Linked DNA regions of Mus musculus: region 1 is linked to region 2. The links are chromatin contacts, called in public HiChIP or PLAC-seq maps. All regions are on one chromosome and are shown on one strand. The core of a region is the stretch at or near the end of the contact, and the rest is flanking DNA. Distances in the headings are between cores, read along the strand shown. Region 1 overlaps Plppr5 (phospholipid phosphatase related 5). Region 2 holds the start of Plppr5 (phospholipid phosphatase related 5).

Region 1 (4,755 bases), core at 514-3,013, 54 kb after region 2:
TTGATTATTTCTAATGGCTTGGAAAAGCTCAGAATTATTTTTATACTCCAGGAGCTCTTCGACGATGGGAGTGTTTCTAATATAATCATGTCAGACAGCCATTAAAAGCATAGAGAGTCTCTAGCACTACCTAGTGATATTTCTCTAGAAGGCTGGAAATAAAGATTGTTAGGTAGAAGAAAACCTTAAAAGGGAAAAAAATGTACCAATGTGCATAACATTTCCAGTGCAAGATAAATTTTGAGGTTACAGCGTACACATTTTAGATTGCTGTGGTTCATTATTTTTTTTCAACATAGCATTTTGTCCAGATTGGTTTAGAATCCACCATGCAGTTTAGGGTAGCCTCAGGTTTGTGGCAATCGCCATTTTAGCATCTCAAGTCTTGGACTGAGACCTAATTTTAAGCCTATGAACCATGATAATTGTGCCCCTCACTGCCTGCTCTTTAAAAGTGATGCTATCAAGGAAATTTGTATAGCACTTGGGATTCATTCTTACCCCATCATTCTGTATGCTACTTCCTGCTGACTGATGTAAAAATATTTGTTACAGTTCCCTTCGTGCCTGTTCACTCTGCTCCCCAAATACGTTTTTGAATTCCCTAGTTTCTTCAACCTATCAGCTTTGCATTCTCCTGTACATTGTGAGGTATCTTTCTTCCTTGAATGAAATGTGCTTACAGGCACATTCTTTCCTATTCACCAAGTTGCTTGACTGCAGGCTTCTCCTCGGCTGGAATATGCAGCACCCAGGCTTACCAGGAAGATTTTAAAGGAGTGAATCACAAGGCATGAGGCAGTTTTTTATCTATTGCCTCCATCTAAATCTGATGTTGACTTTTTGTATCTGTATAGGGACTCTAAATATATCTGCACATGAATATGTGATCAAACAATGATGGAAGGGAAATTGCAGAGTGCTTTCAGAACCCAGAGACTGCACCCTCGTTGAGTACTAATAGATGATAGATTTCTCTATGAATCCAGGCTTTGTCAGTGGTGATGAATATGCAACTAGAATAAAATACTTAGATGTTTTAGTATCCTAAATTGTCCTTGAATGACATTCCTACAGGACAATGCATTGGCTCTTATGTAACAGAATCTTTATATTTTAGACCTCTATTCTGCTGACCACCTGCAGGTATTTATTTTAGAAACCTTAGCACATTAACACAATGAAAACTTACATACTTTATAAATAATAATTAATTATAATGACTTTAGCAGACATTTACTGAGCACTTATTCTGGTTCAGGCCTTGCTTTTACTCACTCATGACAACTTTTTTTTTTAACATGTTACTAAACGTTAGCATCTATTCATGATTATTTGTGTTTAATAATTCATCATGTATAATGGATTTTTAAAAGTGCGTAACTCTTGTTACTCATTTCACCCATTTATAGCTGGAAATACTGAGAGAGTAAAGTATTTTGTTCAGATCTATTGAACCATAGCTTTTCCTGGTGATGAAGATCTTCAAGATATCTCAAATAGAGGAACACTAAATGTTGCTAGCTCTTGTTTGGTCATGGTTATCCAAAATACTCCTTCCTCATCCACTACAGTTTAAAGCTGAGGGTACAGGGTAAGGAGATTAGAGAGCAGTCCTGTGCTAAGACATCTTCTATCATTAAATACTGTTCAGACAGAGTTAGGATCCCTGCTTGTAATTACGATGATAGGCACCTCTGTCTTTTCAACAATAGATTCTGTTCTCTGCTAACTGCTTTCTCCTCTTTCCTCACCGCCCCTTTGTGTGTGTGAGAGAGAATGTGGGTGGCTGCTATGGCAACTCTGAATATAACTCCTGCTGCAAACACAGGATTTCCAGTCAGGGTTTGCCATTATATTTGAACTTATATACGAATGTATTTTGCCCCAGATTCACTAGTGACACCTTGGGAAAATTTCATAATAAAAAAGCTGGGTGTTTCAAAATAATTTGGCCCCATAGAACGATTGCCAGAAGTTTAACAGGTAGGTATTTAGGAAAGAATGGCCTTCTGAGCAGTATTCTTTATGAAAATCATCTCATGATCTGGTGTAGAGATTTGTTTTCTTAATGTTAGGTCATATGTGAACGCATATGAATAAAGTGATGCCAGTATTTGAAAATGAACTAAGGAATATTTGTTTGATGCTTCACTGTGTGGCTTAGCATAAACCAAGGAATTTGAATTCTCTCTTAGGATCTGACTTAAATTAAGGCTTTCAGGGATAATTTGACTGTAGATATTTCTTTTGCTTTACTAAGAAGTTATAGAGGGAAAAATCCCTAATCCTATTTTTCACAAATGCTATTAGTTTCCCTGGTTGAGGGAATAATCCATAAGTTATTTAACCCTCAGTTCTCAAATTTCTAATTGAGTGCTAAATTCTACTAGAATAATCTTTAAATTTAGCTTTCTGGTCATGAGTTTTCAAATTAAAAGCAAGCAAGCAAAAAAAAAAAAAAACCTTCAAAGTTAAGATCGAAAGACCATGTTTGATGAATTTCTGGTACACCCATACAATTTGAAACAGAAAAGCATGCTCTAAGATTTTTTGGTAACCTTCAAATATGACCTTAATTTTTTCTTGTCATAAAACTAATTATAATAAGGGGGTGGGAAAGATGGCTCAGTGGTTAGGAGCATTGGCTGCTCTCACAGAGTGTAAGAACCTGAATGTAATTCTCAATACCCACATGGTGATTCATAACCATCCCATAACTCCAGCTCCAGGGAATTCTGATGCCCTCTTCTGGCCTCTTCAGGCACGAGGCATGCACAGGGTACATAGACATTTATGCAGGTTAAACACCCGAACATCTAAAATAAAAATTTAAGAACTTTAAAAAGAAGTAATAAACCATGGTGGCTAAATCATTGGCCCTTAATTTCCATTGTGTGGCTCACTCTAAAGCTAGGAGACAGAAACATCTTCTTTCCTGGGTCTGAGTCAGCTCAGCAGTCAGCTAGGGTTTGCCTCAGTTGGTGCAACTGGAATAAGTGGGCCTCTCTCATTCCCGTGAGGTCTTTCTTGCTTAACTTGCCAGATTGTGTCTCAGCACAACCTTCCAAAACGTTGGAGCCCCAAACTTTAATGTACCTGGAGGCTTATGTTCCTGGTTTCCTTGGCATTTCATCACGATGCTCTATCTATCCAGGAAATCACACAGCACCTGCAGATGGAGGAGTTGTCCAAATAGATTGTTAAAAGTGGATATAATGCCAAAGGAGGAATTTGTGGCCGTTACATGATTTACCAGTTCTTCTCTGAACAGTGGACAGCTTGCCTCTGTCCTTGGTGCTAGTGGCCATTTATTGGCAGTTCCCTTCCCTCCCTTGGTACAATCTTCTGTTGTAATGATCTCACAGCACCTCCTGTATACTAACCACAAATCACATAATGCTGAGACAAGGTTTAGAAGAACACACCCTATTAGATTCATAAGAGAGATCTGAAATCATGTTTAAGGGGGAAGATAGGGGAGAACACACACACTCTGGGCTCCCATTCTTTATTCATCTTCATTGTCTGGTGAGATCCAGGTGCCATCACTAAGCTGTCCTCTAAACTTACATGTATAAGAGTAATTTAATCTTAGAGTGCATCAGGTCCGTGTGTGCTTCATCTTTCACTGGAGCAAATTTGATCAAGTGTCTGCTCAGGCATATCAAAATTATTTCCTGACATACGGTCAGTTCGATGCTGTATGACTTTCATGACTGGTGTCAACAACTGTCATTATTAGTCGACTGACATTTTTCTTGTCAGCTTTCAGTTCAGTGTTACTGTGTAAGGTGAGAGAAAAGACAAAAGCCATGCAGGAAATGCCCTCTGTGTTCCAATGTATTTGTTGTTATGGGACCTTTTAGTCATTTTATATTCCTTTCTCCATTCTCTTTCTTGAACTTGGCATTTTAAAATTTTCTATCTAATATACAATCTCTTACGCTACCTTGGGAAGAGACATTAAATGGGTATTCTTAACAATAAAACAATAACAATGCTGTTCTGAAATTGCACACATAAAATTACATAAATGGGTACTATGATGATAAACAGCTAAGTAAATGATTAAAAATACACTAACTGAAGCTTATTTTTCTGCACATTTTTGTTTTTCATGGCTTCTAGAAATAAGACATATATTTGTATGTTCTATGATTGACATGTGGACTTCTTTTATTGTATCTGGCTTTTCAGTCATATCCCAGGAGTTTCTGCATTAACAGTGTGTCAGAACCTCTGAGCAATCTGGGCTCTCCAGTGCTGCCAGCTGACTTGTTTCTGGCTAAAAGCAAAGAGCACTGACATTTTAGTTAGAGCATGTGGGCTTATTATCAGTGAATACCGTATTCACTGTGCTTTTTTTTTCAAATATTGAAAAGAATGTCACAGACATTCCTATGTTGGGCTTTCTTAGGAGTTAACAGAGCAGTTTGGGGACTGCAGTAAGCTGGGTACTCTCATTAGGAAAGGAGGTCTCAGCAGCCCAGGACAGGGTACGGCAGGGAGAGTTGCATTGTAACTACTGTGGGCACTGGGCACTGTGCCTCCTTGGGACTCCTTCACCATATAAATCTTCAAAATTGTATTTAATGACAGCATTACTATGAAAAGGATGTTTGTTTTGCTTCTTGTTTGTTTGTTTTTGAGACAGAGTTTCTCTGTATAGCCCTGGCTGACCTGGAACCTACTCTGGATGGCCTTGAACTCACAGAGATATGCATGCCTCTACCTTCTGAGTACTGGCATTTA
Region 2 (5,000 bases), core at 922-3,421:
CTGCTGTGTATGTGTCTGGAGCCTCATATCAGCTTGTGCATGCTGCCTGGTTGGTGGCTCAATGTCTGAGAGATCTCAGCAGTCCAGGTTAGTTGGGACTGCTCATTTTCCTATGGGGTCGCCCTTCTCCTCAGCTTCTTCCAGTCTTTCCCTAATTTAACCACAGGGTTCCCAGTCTTCTGTCCATTGGTTATGTGTAGGTATCTGAGTCTGACTAATCTTTGGTCCGGGCCACTTGGAGAGCAGCCATGCTAGACTCCTTTTCTTATTCTATTTTTGCTCTAGTCTCAGGAGCATTTCCATCAATATATATGCTAATATTTAAGATTCTTCATTAGAGTGAAGTCATCTCACTTTTCAGTCCCGAATCTCCTCAAACATCACTCCCTCAAGTCTGGCAATATAAACCTGGGCTTTGTTGTTTAAAGGAGGAACACTTTATTTTCAAGAGTGGTCCCTACTTAGCCCCACGTGTAACCTCTTGTGTTCTTCACAGTTCACAAATCCTGCTATGTATGGAAGGTAAAGTTCTTTCCTGGGTTTTCTGTTTATTTGTGGTTTTCTTTCTACATACGATTCTAAAATCTCAGGAAAATATCTGGATTTTGTATGTTAGTTGCTGAAAAAAAACATAGAAATAAGGATTTACTATTTTACATGTTCATATCTTCTTTGGAAGACAGGCAATCCTCAATCTCCCCCTCTCCCCCCAACTACACAGGATCCTCAAAATAAAATCTCACGATTACTTCAGCTCTAACCCTTGTCCATTAGAAGGCTGCTTCAGTAACAGAGAAGCTAGTTGCTAACAATCTTAAAGGAGCCAGGATTGGATATTCTGTATCTTTCCAGAAAGTACCTTGGGTTCTCAAAGTTGAACCGGGAGAGTCTATTCACTCACTTTTCATTTGCCACATAACTCACAAATACCCAGTCTTTGCCTGCCCATGGCTATGCTCTTTGTTCCTGTTCTTAGTCTTAGTTCCTGAAGTCTTACATCCTGAATCTTTCGAGTGGCCACATTTTCATACAGTGGTAGCTCACTCACATACATTACTTCTACCGGCCAAAGTTGCCTGCCACACACATCACTAAGAGTGCTCTGAAATAATTAGTTGTTAAATGATATTCTTGATTACATGGTGGCCCATCTCACACCTATTTAATATTCAAGAAATTCAGTGCTGTTACCATCCCATCCTCAAAATCAGTGATTTGCCTAATCAAAACTGTCGTTTTGGGTTTATGTTGTATTTTCTTGTTGATAAAGGCCCACCTCCAAAAGCCACCATGTTACAGCCTATTAGATGTATGAACATCCCAGAAATCCTGGTAAGTAATTCCAGATTCTAAGGAAAAGAGCAGAGCTCTTAAGGTTATTTTTCTCTCCTTATCTTCTGCACATGCTTTTTTCTCTGCCTGGTGTGAGCAGGGTCAGGGTAACTTGAAGATATTGCTTGGGTGCAGAGCTTACGAGTCATTGCAGGATGGGCTCTGCATACATATAGCTCCTAAGCTACTTAAATATCCACGCACACGCGTGGACATCTACGTAAGACTGCATTGTGTGTGCTTGTGCTATGACTCTGTGTGGGTCTTCTGACCTCAGAGGAATCCCTGCAATTCCCTGAACTCTGGAAATAGCAAGATGAGGCACATAGTTCTTTCCCTGTCCTTGGTGACTGGTACCCCTGGGTCCCAAGAATCTGCAATGCCTCATCTCCCAAGCAGCTAATCAGAGGAGACTGTGAAGATGAGAAAGGCTATACGTGGAACCAACCAGGAAAGAGCCGGTTTGCCCAAGATGATGCCTCTAAAGCTAGGAACCTTGAATCTGTTGATTTACTTACAAAGCCTTGGGAAACTGGAAGGGAGGCAAAGCCACCCAGAATCTAAAATCCTCTGAGATAATTTCTGTCATCGCCTTGGAAGCCACACTGCTCTGGCTGCTCTCCAGCGCTGGAGGGGTCACAGAGTCCAGGCAGTGCTGTGAGCAGAGACAGAGACTGCAATTCGGCGGCGCCACCCGGACACTTTGCGTTCCGGTGGGCTTTGCGCTCTGAAGATGTGTCCCCGCACCTTCTTCCCAGGCGCTGTGCGGGAGGTCTGAAACAGCCCAGCTGGTGACTCGAAAGGGAGTTTCTAGAAGCTCCATCTCTGCTGCCTCCCCTCCCCTTCAGATTTGGAATTTTACCCTCTCCAGGCAGCTGCTCCAGCTATACAACATCCGCCCGCCCTCCGAGGGGACGAGGTGCCACCGACGCCGCTTGCCTCGGGCCGGTCCGAGGGCTTGACCACAGTGCCGCGGTGTCGCGGATGCTCCCGAGCTGGGGCTGGGGACTCCCCGCCCTTGCGCGCGACCCCGCGGCCGGGCAGGCGGCGCTTGCAGCGGGCAGGGGGCGGGCAGGGCAGATGGGACTCGTCCGGGGGTAGCCTCCTCCTCTGCATCCTGCCCGCGCATCCCGAAGCCCAGTCGCATCCTCCGCCTCTGCCTCGGCGGCTGCCAGCCTCCGCCTCGCGCCACCTCGGCCTGCCGCCGCCCCCGCCGCCGCGCCCCCGGTGGCTGTGCCTCGGCGGAGCCCGGAGGGGGCCTGTGGCGCGTCGACCGCCCGCTCGGCTCGGCTTGGCCAGGAGGCGTGCATGCCCCTGCTGCCCGTGGCGCTCATCAGCAGCATGCTCTATTTCCAGATGGTGATCATGGCAGGGACGGTGATGCTGGCTTACTACTTCGAATACACAGACACGTTCACTGTGAACGTGCAGGGATTCTTCTGCCACGACAGCGCCTACCGTAAGCCCTACCCGGGCCCAGAGGACAGCAGCGCGGTGCCCCCGGTGCTCCTCTACTCGCTGGCCGCTGGCGTCCCGGTGCTTGTGGTAAGCTCCGGGCTGCTAGCCCTCTCTTGCCTTCAGCAGGTTGAGACTCAGCCGGGAGGACCAGGCAATACCAGCCTTCACCATCTAAGTTCCTCTAACTTGGTGGCAGTCCTCTTCCCCCAGAGGACATTCTTCTGGGGAGCATGGGGGTGGGTGAGAAGAAAGCACCCCTGTCTCTCCAAACCACCCCTGCACCCTCTGCTTGAGCCTGCAGGCTGGGTGGCTCAAAGACGGGGAATAGACCTGCAGAAGGTGTAGGGTGGGTGGCAGAGATAGGAAGGGAGTGAGCCTCTGAAACAAATAGACTTGGTCCCTTCTGTGGTCCTGTCTAACGGGTCTTGGTTCTGAATTTTGGTAGGAAGGGAAGCAGCAGCTTGGGGTGGGGTAAAGGAATCAGATGCTGGGATGGGGAAGTGACCCCAGTCAGCTGAGGCTGGGGTACATGCTCCTGTTTTATCTGCCTCCTTTCCTTCCTGATGAAAAGAGTCTGATGCATTAGGCCGAAGATCGGCTCACAAGTATCTAAAAATGTCTTTGGGCATCTGTAAAAGAAGAAGCCTCAGCAACAGGACTTTGCTGAAAAGCAGGAGCAGAGGAACCTGCAGCACAAGAGCACTTTAGATTTATTTAAAGGCTATCCTCTCCTTGGACTACACTAGCACTAGCACTAGCACGTCCTCTCTTCCTCGCTGGATTTAAAGTTTCTCTCCTCCCTCTTCTCTGCCTGTAGGTCTTTCTGCCTCTCTCTCTCACTCTCTCCTTTCCTAGTGTGTGTGTGTGTGTGTGTGTGTGTGTGTGTGTGTGTGTGTGTGCATGTGTGGTGAGACAGGGAGAAACAGAGAGGCAGAGACAAAGAGAGAGACAGAAAGACAGAGAGAGGGAGAGAGGGAGAGGCAGAGAAAGAGACAGAGACATGACAAGACTATGTAAGACTATATAGAATGGTCTCACACACAGGGGATGTAACTCTTGAGCTAATAATTACATCACAATATACATATATGAACACAATCCAAAGATTTTGTTTTGTTTTGTTTTGTTTTTTGTTTTGTTTTGTTTCTTGGTGGCAGATGAGTGATGTTTCTTTGGAGACCAACCTCACTACGGTTCCTTTACATTGACAAAATATCTGAGGTTCCCTTCCCATGATGCTCCATCTTCTTTCTTTCTTCCCTCTCTCCCACTCACCACAGAAGGAATAGGAAGTGAAGTTAGAGAATGAAAGGGAAGGCAAGGGAACTTGGGCTTTTATTTTCCATAGCTGAACTGGGGAATCCCGATAAGTGTATCGGCTTCATTCATTCTTAAAAGTCTTTTCTCCCCTAGTCAGGGAAGTGATTTAAGAAATTTCAAAATGAAAAGTTCTTACCACAAAACTGGAATAATATAAACAAAGCGAGCAAGTTCTTGCTAGCTTCTAAGTAACTCTGTTTCTCATACACAGAATGATTTCAACCTCAGCTTGAGGGTGATGGTTGGGGGGGGGCGGTGTTAAGACTTCCTTGTCCTCAAAAGCCTTTACTTTGTTATTGTTTTTGACACTGGATTTGCTAAAATGTGTCAGAAATCCTCAATGCAGTTTCAAGCTCCAGTTCTCTCCCTCCCAGTTTGAAAAGTTGCCAGAGCAAAAGCTGGCCTAGTTTCTGGGGACTTTTGCCTCTGCAGCTTCTGTGTTTTCAGGCACATGCTTTCTAGGAGACTAAATAGCTCAGAGATTTTTTTTTTTTGATTTTTTTTTTAAAGGAAAATGCCTACTGCTTTGGGGTCATTGATTTATTTGCAACCACAATCAGTAAATTCTGTGACTTTTATTTCGGTAATGGCCATTCAGTGTCTTCAATGAGATAGTGCTTGTGAGTCTCGAACCAACTATCCTTGGTGGCAGGTGCCAGTTTAGAGTTGAGGGCACATTGGTCCAAGATTTTGGTGATTCCTCGCTTAGAGGAGACCTAGGGAGAACCTAAGAAGGGGAAGGGAGCTAACCACTGAGTGGAACTGAGCTGTTTCAGTCACGTGCATGGAAGGAACAGCCTTTCAGGAGATCTTACCTTGCCTTACGGTAAGAGGAAACATGTCATGACTGGAAACATCATGAAATGACAGCAAAAGGTAGATCTATCTGG

What was found. HiChIP or PLAC-seq counts read pairs in DNA pulled down with a chosen protein or histone mark.
Region 1: an H3K27ac HiChIP or PLAC-seq map of neural progenitor cells shows a contact between it and region 2, with 2.1 times the contacts expected there. The contact joins the enhancer-like site here to the promoter of Plppr5 in region 2. A contact is called at or near these places in 1 of 39 promoter capture datasets (hippocampal neurons), 3 of 484 Hi-C or Micro-C datasets (the HL-1 cell line, cerebral cortex and forebrain), 1 of 115 datasets of contacts at active chromatin or transcription factors (neural progenitor cells) and 3 of 9 other capture datasets (adipose tissue, liver and pancreatic islet).

The regions. Positions count from the first base shown.
Region 1 is chr3:117,627,243-117,631,997 of GRCm38.p6, forward strand. The region is part of intron 3 of Plppr5 (phospholipid phosphatase related 5); the gene reads left to right. Among named protein-coding and RNA genes, the nearest start is that of Plppr5, 54 kb to the left of the region's middle. Within about 2 kb of position 1,764, at least 26 of the 459 cell types and tissues checked have an H3K27ac peak or open chromatin away from gene starts, as enhancers often do. A contact at or near this core is called in forebrain, hippocampal neurons and neural progenitor cells, where this site is marked.
Region 2 is chr3:117,573,056-117,578,055 of GRCm38.p6, forward strand. It overlaps Plppr5 (phospholipid phosphatase related 5), which reads left to right and starts at 2,172. Exons shown (of 6, transcript NM_029425.3): 1 at 2,172-2,877. The coding sequence starts at 2,641.